Regions from separate parts of the Sus scrofa genome. Here region 2 is linked to region 1. A link is a contact called in public Hi-C data. All regions are on one chromosome and are shown on one strand. Each heading gives the region's core, a stretch centred on a gene start, on an enhancer-like site or on the middle of the called end of the contact. The rest is flanking DNA. Distances are from core to core; before and after follow the strand shown. Region 1 has its middle 25 kb from the start of SEC61G. Region 2 holds the start of EGFR (epidermal growth factor receptor).

Region 1 (4,641 bases), core at 1,254-3,753:
TGATGACCACAACTGGTTTAGTTCGCATTCATCACTGCACATAGTTACCGAGTATGTGTGTGCTCGCGTGATAAGAACTTTTCCTTCCATGGCACATGGAAGTTCTGGGCTAGGGACTGAGCCAAGCTGCAGCCCCAAATTACGCCACCGCCACGGCAGCGCTGGATCCTTAACCCACGGTGCCACCGCGAGAACCCTAAAAAGAACTTCTAAGATGTCTCTTGGCAACTTTCAAATACACGAGACAGTGTGGTTTCTGAGTCACCATATGCATCCACATCTCCAGGACCCGTCTGATAAATAAAATATTCCTACCTTTTCATCACCTCCACCCTCTGCCTCTGGAAACCACCCAGATTGGCCTCTTCTTAGAAGATGCGCTTGAGATATTTCCATGTGTTTTTGTGGCTGGCTGGCTCTTTCTTTTGTCGGTGAGTGAAACTCCACGGTTTAAAGGTGTCATGGTTTATTCACTTACCCACTAAGAGCATTTTAGGTGCTTCTAACTTTTGACACGTATGAATGAGGCTTATAGTTAACAGAAAACAGGTTGCCGTGCTAACTCAGCTCTGTAACTTCTCGCCCATCGTAGACGAGCCGTGGAGAGTCTGTGCAGTGGTGCTGCTCTCCTCTGGGGAGTTCACATCAGCTCTGCGACGCTTTTCCCCGGTATGTGTTGAGGAATAAATACACCTTAACCGCTGAGCCCAATACTTCTTGATAAGCTAGCACGTTTAGCATAAAGTCTGCCAAGACAACGAAAGGATTCAGGATCCTTTAAGGAGATACGGATGGCACTGAGGAAAGTTCGACTGAATGAGAGCATCTTCGAGAGGGTGAAGGCATTACGGGGAGCAGGAGAGGCAGACCAGGCCCCCCGTAAAAATGATGGCCTCAGGTTCCGAGAGGGCACAGAGCTCCCCACCATCCCTCCTCAAGGAGAGGGGCCAGCTGACAGCTTGGTCTCAGACCATCCCATTCCCCACAAACTTGATTCCCAAATCTGTCAGTCGAGCAGGCTCCTGAGTACGGAGAACACAAAGGGATGGGTGCCGAGAGGGAAAGGGGGTAGGGGTGGGGGGAATGAGGAGCTTGGGATCGGCAGATACACACCACTGTGTACAGAACAGAGGGACAGCAGGCACCTGCTGTAGGGCACGGGCGGGCTCCTCAATATCCTGTAATAAACCACAGAGGAAAGGAATCCGGAAAAGAAGGTTCATGCGCAGGTAGAGCTGAGTCACTTCGCTGTGCACCTGAAACAGACGCACCATTGTAAAGCGATTATACTTAAATTAAAACCAGACATCAAAAACCAAAAGAGGTAAATCCAAAGAGAAAGCCAGCAGAGTAGTGTTTGGGGGGGGTGTGGAGGTGAGAATGGGGTTTCCTTTCAGGGTAATGAAAATGTCTTGGAAATAGAGACGGTGGCTGTATAAGATTGTAAATGTACTAAAAACCACTGAATCATGCACTTTCAATGATTAATTGGATTACTGGTAGTTAATGATTAATTCTACGTTGTATGAATTTTACCTCAATTAAACAAAATCTTCTGAGTATCAACTTTCTAAAACAATACTGACATTGAGGCCAATGAGCTGTACATTGATCTCTGTCTCCGATGTCACAAGACCCCCTCGAAGGCGACTGAGGGTGACTTTTTCAAGCTGATTTTTACAGCCTTAAATGAGAACACCCCGTGTCACGGCGAGGGCGGACCCGGGTTGGAGGGCCTTCCGTTCAGGGCGCCCCTCTTCCTCGCCCAGGGGTCCCCGGGCCTTGCCCACGAGCTCTGAGGCCCGGCCCTGCGCACACTTGGTCCCCAGGGGACCGTCAGCGCCAAGGTCACGCCAGCCGGGGCCCGGGCTCCAGCTCCTCGCGGAACCTGAGCTGCTCGGGGCCCCGCGCTCCCGCCGCCAGCCTCGTCGTCCCCTTCCTTTTTCCCAGACCCCGCATTTTCCGCTCCTTTCCCTGCTGTTCTTGACCAGCCCCCGCCCGAGGCGCCGGCGCGGGGTTGGCGGGGGTCCTCGTGGCGACGCTGGCGTCCCCGCGCCCGGCCCGCGCTTGTCCCTGTGCGGCTGAGGCCGGGCCTGGGTCGGGACGTCGTTTTCCAGGTGGAGGAGCAGCCCTGGGCCCGCGTCGGCTTCAGGAGCTCAGCCCGAGCTCCTTGGACCAGAGTCACACAGACAGTTTTGACGCCAACCTCTGTTTCTTTTGGCTTCGGGGGAGGACGAGAAACTTGAATTTGGCCGCGCAGGTCAGGAAAGCAACTGTCACCGCCAGCCGCCTCCCTTTCAACCAGCCTGAGCCCCTCTCCGTCATGGCACAGGCTCACCCCGCGATCACTTGAGGGGGTTTCTAGGTCCTAAGGGACCGTCCCACGTCGGCAGGGGCACCTTCCTCGGACGTCCTTCCGTCCACATGAGGGCCCCGCAGGGCTCAGCTCCAGCGTCAGGGAAGAACGATTCCTGCTTGTTTCACAGCCCCAGACTCTTTTGTTTGTTCAGTCACCTGGGCCAGATAATCGAGAGAGACGCAGACGGTAAACACCAAGTCCGCCTCTGTGTTCACCCCGGAGTGGTGGCCATGTGACCCTGCTCTCCGCCTGTGCTTGTTTTTGTTTTTAAAGGGACCCTAACTGGTGCATTAGGAGCCTGAGAGAAACTACTGCGCAAAGAACTGGAGACGCAGAAGGACACAGAGTCTGTCCTGAGTGTGACCTTCAGCTCAGCACTTTGTGTGCAGAAGCCGTGGGGGAGGAGGGGAGCCAGGGGCCCAGCTCAACTTGGCATGTGGTGTTTGGCCTGGATTCCAGAAGCTACGCCCAGGACTGAGTGCAGAGGCTGGGCGCACAGGGGTCCCCGCAGTGTGGCTCAGTCCTCCATCCTGATGGAGCACAGGTGGGCTAGGGTGGGTCCTGGAGAAGCCGTGCTGGGGTGCTGGAAATCCTTCCAAGCTCAGCAAAGACGGAGAGGCGGTATCTCAGGAGCCATGAAAGCATTAGAGCGCAGGGCTGTGACAGCATTCCCTAAGGTCACCTTTGAGACTGGTCCTCCCCTTGAAAAAGGCGCCAGAGGAAGATGCCACATTCGGTAAGCCATTCCCGGGTTTCAGTCTGTGTCCTGGGCCACCTGTCGAGCACCTGCCCATGTCCTATCCCTGCCTCCAGGGGACCAGGGCTGGCGCTTGGCAGATCAGGACATTCACCACGCGCTGTTCACAGTTAGGAAAGGTGCTTGTCACCACTGAAAGCTGCAGCAGTAGAAGTCCAATGAACCAGGAGTAAGCGCGTCTCAGCCCCTGAGGAGCCAGAGGAGACGAGCCTTCAGCCCCGCCTTTTCTCCTCAAGCAGAGGGTTTTTCGGGGCCGTCACTGATGGATGTGCATTGCCTTCTTGTACCCTAAACCAGGAAGCCCACACTCCAGTATTTTTCTCAAAATACTTTTATCGAATGAAGTCTTTTCTCTGGTATTTGAAGCCACTTGTTCTTTCTCGGTTCTCTGCAGAAACACTTCCCTGGAAAATGCCTTTGTCCTTTTGTCAGTGGACTTAACGTGCACTTTATGGATAAAGGCTAGAGTGACAATAGCAGGGTCACTTTGCAGACACTCTGCCACGGGGCAAAGTCCCGTCTCCAGGAGCAGGTCCGCATCCTACCATCCTCTCTCAGTTATCCGTGCCTCCTCCACCTTGCGTTGACTTTTCTGAGGTTTTGCCTGTAAGGTGCGTTTCCTTGCACAAGCTCCTGTGAATGTGAGCGTATATACACTCGCAGCTTTATTATAATTTCCACACTCATGGAGACCTTGATTTCCATCTTTTAAAACAAGAGCACATGGGGGAAAAATTGTAACTGCAATGTACACATCTAAGGATAACCTGACCCCCTTGCTGTACAGTGGGAAAATAAAATAAATAAATAAATAAATAAAACAAGAGCACACTTAACTCTTGGATGCATCCTTTAAAATGTAAAAGAAGAGTTTGATTCAATAATCAACCTGCAAGTGGGTCTGGAGATTCTGCCATACAAAAAAAGCGTCATGTTCTAGAAATGAGAAGAAAATGGAAAAGCAGTAAGTAACCATCAAATTCACTATCAAAAGAGTGATTCTGAGCGATGATCTCCAAAGCACCGCTTAGACCTTCTGGGTGTGACATGGTTAAACAGTAAGTAGGTCCCAGAGCGGCCTCTGTGCCTCTTCGCCAGAGAGGTGGTAGACTCACCAAGGCCCAAGGAATGCAGAGGTCCCCTTTCCAGCCTCGTCTCCAAAGGGAAGCTCCCGTTTCCCATCAGGATTGATTGAAGTAACTCATGGTGTCCTCCCTCTGGCCTTTAAACCCTCAGTGAGCAGTGACACCCCACTGGAAAGCTGGTCAGCAGCCTTTGAGGACAGTCTTAAGTCACCGGAAGAAATCCTTTGAGAGGCCGTGGGATGAGGCCTGCATGGGGCTGGGGGCATGGCACTGGCCTCCCCTCGGCCTCTGGGGGCAGGTCTCGTCCTGGGGGTGGGGGGCTACTCTTCTCTGCTGCTCCCCAAGTGACACTTCCCTTCTCCTCTGGAAAAATGCATCCATGTCGTGTCGGGGACACCAGTTCCTTCTCTGCCAGGAGACCTGTGCGGAGCACTCAAGAG
Region 2 (4,272 bases), core at 1,125-3,624, 140 kb after region 1:
CGGCTGGCCTCAGGACTAGCAAGGATGCTTTGGGGCTTTGGGCAAGTTATTTATTTAACCTTCCTCAGCCACAGCATCATCTTGCAGACAAAAGCACAACCTAGCTCATGGGTGGTCAGGTAAGTTAATTTCTGATCAGTACAGTGGAGTCAGGGCTGCTGCTGGGGGTGGTGCTGGTGGTAGCTTTTGCCTGGGATATGGCCCAGGAGGGGACCTGGGATCACTTTCTGCAGAGGCTGGTTGCCTGGACCTCCTCTGTGCAGGGTCCGGTCTGGGCAGAGCTCTGCTCTCTCAAGAGGATGCCATTTCTGCCAGCTCAGCCACACGGCTTTTACTTAACAAGCAACGCATTTATGAGTACACTCTGCTACCTGTCAAGGAGCATAAAGTCATCCTGAATGTCACCTCTCCCATCACAAGCTCCACAAGTTTGAGGAGCAACTCAATATTCACATGCACGTCCCAGGAAGATGCTGAGTGGGCCTGTTCCTCTCCAGTCACTGGGACCAGTCTCGTACTGGCTTGTGTGCCTGGAGTGTCACACTGCCTCCTCAAATAATAGTTTACAGGGAGCTCTGCTTCTTGAGACGCTATCAGGTCACAGGACGGCCATTGTACCAGGACGGCACCATGACGGCTGTTGATTACAAAGAAGTGGTTCGTGAGAACCCTAAAGTCTTTCTTTTTTTTTTTTTTTTTTTTTTTCCCACACTACTGGCATATGGAAGTTCCCAGGCCAGGGGTTGAACCCCAGCCACAGCACACACTCAGCTGCCACAGAGACACTGTAGGATTCTTAACCCACTTCCCCACAGCAGGAACTCCAGAACCCTGAAGGCTTTACACACTGACTTCTTTTGTGGGACTCATGGGAGAAATTCTTATGCATGCTTAAAAAGTCACTGTAGCTTCAGTAGCTTGGTGTTTTAACACACGGACAGTTCGATTTGTGCTACCACACAAATGTTTCCTTTATAAAGGCTTAGGACCCCATCTGTGGCCCTTGTTGGGTAAATGTGTGGAACTCCTGTGAGCAGATGAGCTACAAGACACACCCTGGCTGCGTCCTCTGCCCACTGCTGTCACTTTGGTGCCCTTCTCTAGCAGGTGGCGCTTTTCTTTACAGACCATTTCTGCCTTCGTTTGAAGAGCGTGGAGGGACCAAAGCCATGGCCTGCAGAACCTACAAAGCCTTCTTCATCCTTAAATGGATGAAGGGACTTCCTTAAAACAAAGAAACAAACACAAATGATTCTCATCTTAAAGTTCCACGGACCCAATGCTCGGTAAGGAAAGATGCAAAGCTTTGCTCCCCCACATGTAGGAAAGGCCCTGCTTTAGCTCCACTTACTGCAGGTTTATGATTCCTGCTTAAAAGGTGGGGCCAACCAGAGCTGAAGGCCCGCGAGAAGTCACAATGGGTCTTGTGGGAGAGGGAGTCGGCTGTAGACAGGCAGAAGACATCTGTCCTGAAGGAGGAGGAGGAGTAGGGCAGGGCGGGCTTTGCTGGAAGCATTTAGCTAAAACCTTCCTGCAGCCCGAGAAAGCCGGCTTTCTTCTGGCCGAATCCTGAGTAGGTTTCCCCGGCTTTTCTCCTGTCAGAGTTGCAGCGTGGTTGTCTTCAGGCAGGGGGGCCCACAGCTAGTGTGTGTGCTAAGCCTTTATTCTAAGTGCTTGACTTTTTTGAAGTGATTTCCTGCAATCATTCGTCTTTCAAGTACTGCTCGCTGGTGCACGGCCCATGAAATGCTGCGGGCTCCTTTGGTGCCTATGCATTCACTCAACAAACATTTCCCCAAGGCCAGAATCTGTGCTAGAGGTGGGAGTCCTTATTTCAGATGATTTCAAGGGTGCTTGACGGGACCTGAAGGACCCTGGGACTTGAGTGCATCTCAGAGGCCAGGGGGCGCCTCTGCCGCCAGGCCAGCCTCTGACCCGCCCTGGGATCCCGAGGTGCTCAGAGAAGTTGGGGCCACAATTAAACAGTGGTCTCCCCCGCTGGGCCAGCATCCGGCCTTGGGCAGAAGGCTCGGTCTGCTCCGCGCCGGGACACGTCTGCTCTGCAACTTGGAGGACGGCGGAGGGGAATGGGCAACCCGGGGGCAAAGGTGGCTCCAGGAAGGTCAGGTCGCCAGCAGCAGGCAAGTGGGCGAGGACCTGCCCTGCCGGCGGGGCAGCGCGGGGCAGTCCTCCCGGGGCTCGGCTCCGCAGCCCGCTCCCGCGCGGCGCTCCTCCCGCTGTCGCCTCCTCCGCCCCGCGCGCCGCCCGCCCCTCCTCCCGGTCCCTCCTCCTCGAGCCCGGCCTCCCCGCGCCCCCGCCCCCGCCCCCGCGAGCCAGACGTCCGGGCGGCCGGCGCAGCGCGCAGCCTCCGCCCCGGCTCGGAGCTCACGCCCGCGGCCCGCGCGATCCCCGTCCGCTCCGGCCGCCGAGCCCGCGCCCCGCGCCCCGGCCATCGCTGCGTCCCGACCGAGCGCCGAGCCCCGCGCGATGCGACGCTCCTGGGCGGGCGGCGCCGCGCTCCTGGCGCTGCTGGCCGCGCACTTCCAGGCGAGTCCGGCGCTGGAGGAGAAGAAAGGTAGGGGCGACCGCGCCGCCGTCCCGCCCGTCCTCAGGCGGCCGCGCAGCCTCGGGCGCGGCGGGCCGAGGAGCCCGAGCGCCGCTTCCCTTCCGCCCTCCCGGCCCCCGCGGGGTGGACGCCCCGGCGAGCGCGTCCCCGCACGTGCGCCCGCGGTGCGCCGGGCTGGGGGGCGGCGCAGGCGGGACGCGGGGCCCGTGCCCGGACCCCGGGACCCGAGCGGCCCTCCGCGCCCGGCCCCGCACCCGCGCCCCACGCCGGAGCCAGCTCCCCGACCCCTCTCCTGGCGCGGCCTTGACCCAGAGGCTCGAGAGCTCGTTCCGGGCACTGGCCACCTGCGCTTCGGGACCGGGAGGCCAGAGGTCCTCCGGCCCCACCGCCCCTCCGCGTCCCGCAGCGCCTCCCGCCGTCCGCATCCCTCGGGCGGCGAGTAGCCACTTCCCGGGACTCCCGAGATTTGTCCCCTCTTGCAGCCCTTGGGCGGCGTGTCCGCGCTTCGCAGTGGAAGGGACGGGGCGGTGGGAGCGGCCGCGGCAGGAGGGCCAGTTCTGGGGCGAACGGTCCAGGGGCGGGACGCATCCGGGCCGGCCGGGTCCCCACAGTTTCAAAATATGGCTCACAGCAAGCGTTCCTCCTCAAAATCTAGAGATTTCTCTCTCTGGGATGTGTCTTTTAGCTTTTTGAAGAATTTGACATCAGGCCAACCAAAATATTAAACTTTAAAAAAAAAAAAAACCGGATTGATGTCCGTGGTTCACGTGGGCCAAATGTCCAGACCAAACATGAGCGAGTCTGGCTTCGTGACTACCGACCATAAACCCACTTGACATGAGAAACATGCCTGAGAAGGTTTAATTGCACAATTTCAGACTCAAGCAGCCGGGGTTCCAAGAGTCAGGTCTGTACTTGCTGTTGATGTCACTGGCACAGCGAGACAGGGTTTGGTGCTGAGTGCGATGGTGGGGGGAGCAGTAAGTCCTAAAGCAGTGCACCCCAAACTTGGCTGCAAATTAGAATCGGTTGGGATTTAAAACGAAACAAGACACCTTGTCTGGCTCCCACCCCCAGACTGCCTAATTTCACTGGTCTGGGATGAGACTGAGGCATCTGGATTTTGAAAAGCTCCTCAGGTGCTTCTGCTGGGCAGCCAGGCGTGGATCTCACTGGCCATGGAGGTGAAATCCCTGAAGTGATTACCTGCAAGGGTCAAAAGCTCTTTCAGAACCACTGGAGTTTTAACAACCTTGCAAAATATGGGAAAGAGGAGGTGAGGGATGGTATGAGTGACCAGGCATATGCCTCTTTTCACTGAAAGCGTCTCCTGACGGGTCTCGAGGCCCTGCTGCTCCCTGCTGTGAGCCCAAGGCTGTGGTCCTGCTCCTGAGATAGTTGACCGCAGGGTCCTTTGAGCAGCAGGGGCCCTGCTGCTCCCTGCTGTGAGCCCCAGGCTGTTGGGGGTGGGGGCATCCTTATTTTAAATTAAAGTGTTGGAGCATCTCCAAAGCACCACCTTTCTCCAGAAGAGCCCGCAGCTCTCCGCTGGTACCCCTTTGAACACTGCTGTTACCGCTTGGAGATTTGTTTCTAAGAAAAATATAAATACCACTTAATTTGCCTGTTAATCCCGTATTTGTTTAAAACAGAATGCTCCTGAATAGAATAGTGGGATTAGATGAACAAATGTCATTGGGCTAAAG

The links. Hi-C and Micro-C count contacts between places; a contact is called where the count stands out from the background.
Region 2: a Hi-C map of liver shows a contact between it and region 1, with 2.9 times the contacts expected there. The contact joins the promoter of EGFR here to the enhancer-like site in region 1. A contact is called at or near these places in 1 of 5 promoter capture datasets (liver), 7 of 47 Hi-C or Micro-C datasets (embryonic fibroblasts, epiblast stem cells, liver and 3 more) and 1 of 2 datasets of contacts at active chromatin or transcription factors (skeletal muscle).

The regions. Positions count from the first base shown.
Region 1 is chr9:139,158,093-139,162,733 of Sscrofa11.1, forward strand. No RefSeq gene overlaps it. Among named protein-coding and RNA genes, the nearest start is that of SEC61G, 25 kb to the left of the region's middle. Within about 2 kb of position 2,504, at least 21 of the 83 cell types and tissues checked have an H3K27ac peak or open chromatin away from gene starts, as enhancers often do. A contact at or near this core is called in liver, omental adipose tissue and retroperitoneal adipose tissue, where this site is marked.
Region 2 is chr9:139,300,036-139,304,307 of Sscrofa11.1, forward strand. It overlaps EGFR (epidermal growth factor receptor), which reads left to right and starts at 2,375. Exons shown (of 28, transcript NM_214007.1): 1 at 2,375-2,575. The coding sequence starts at 2,488.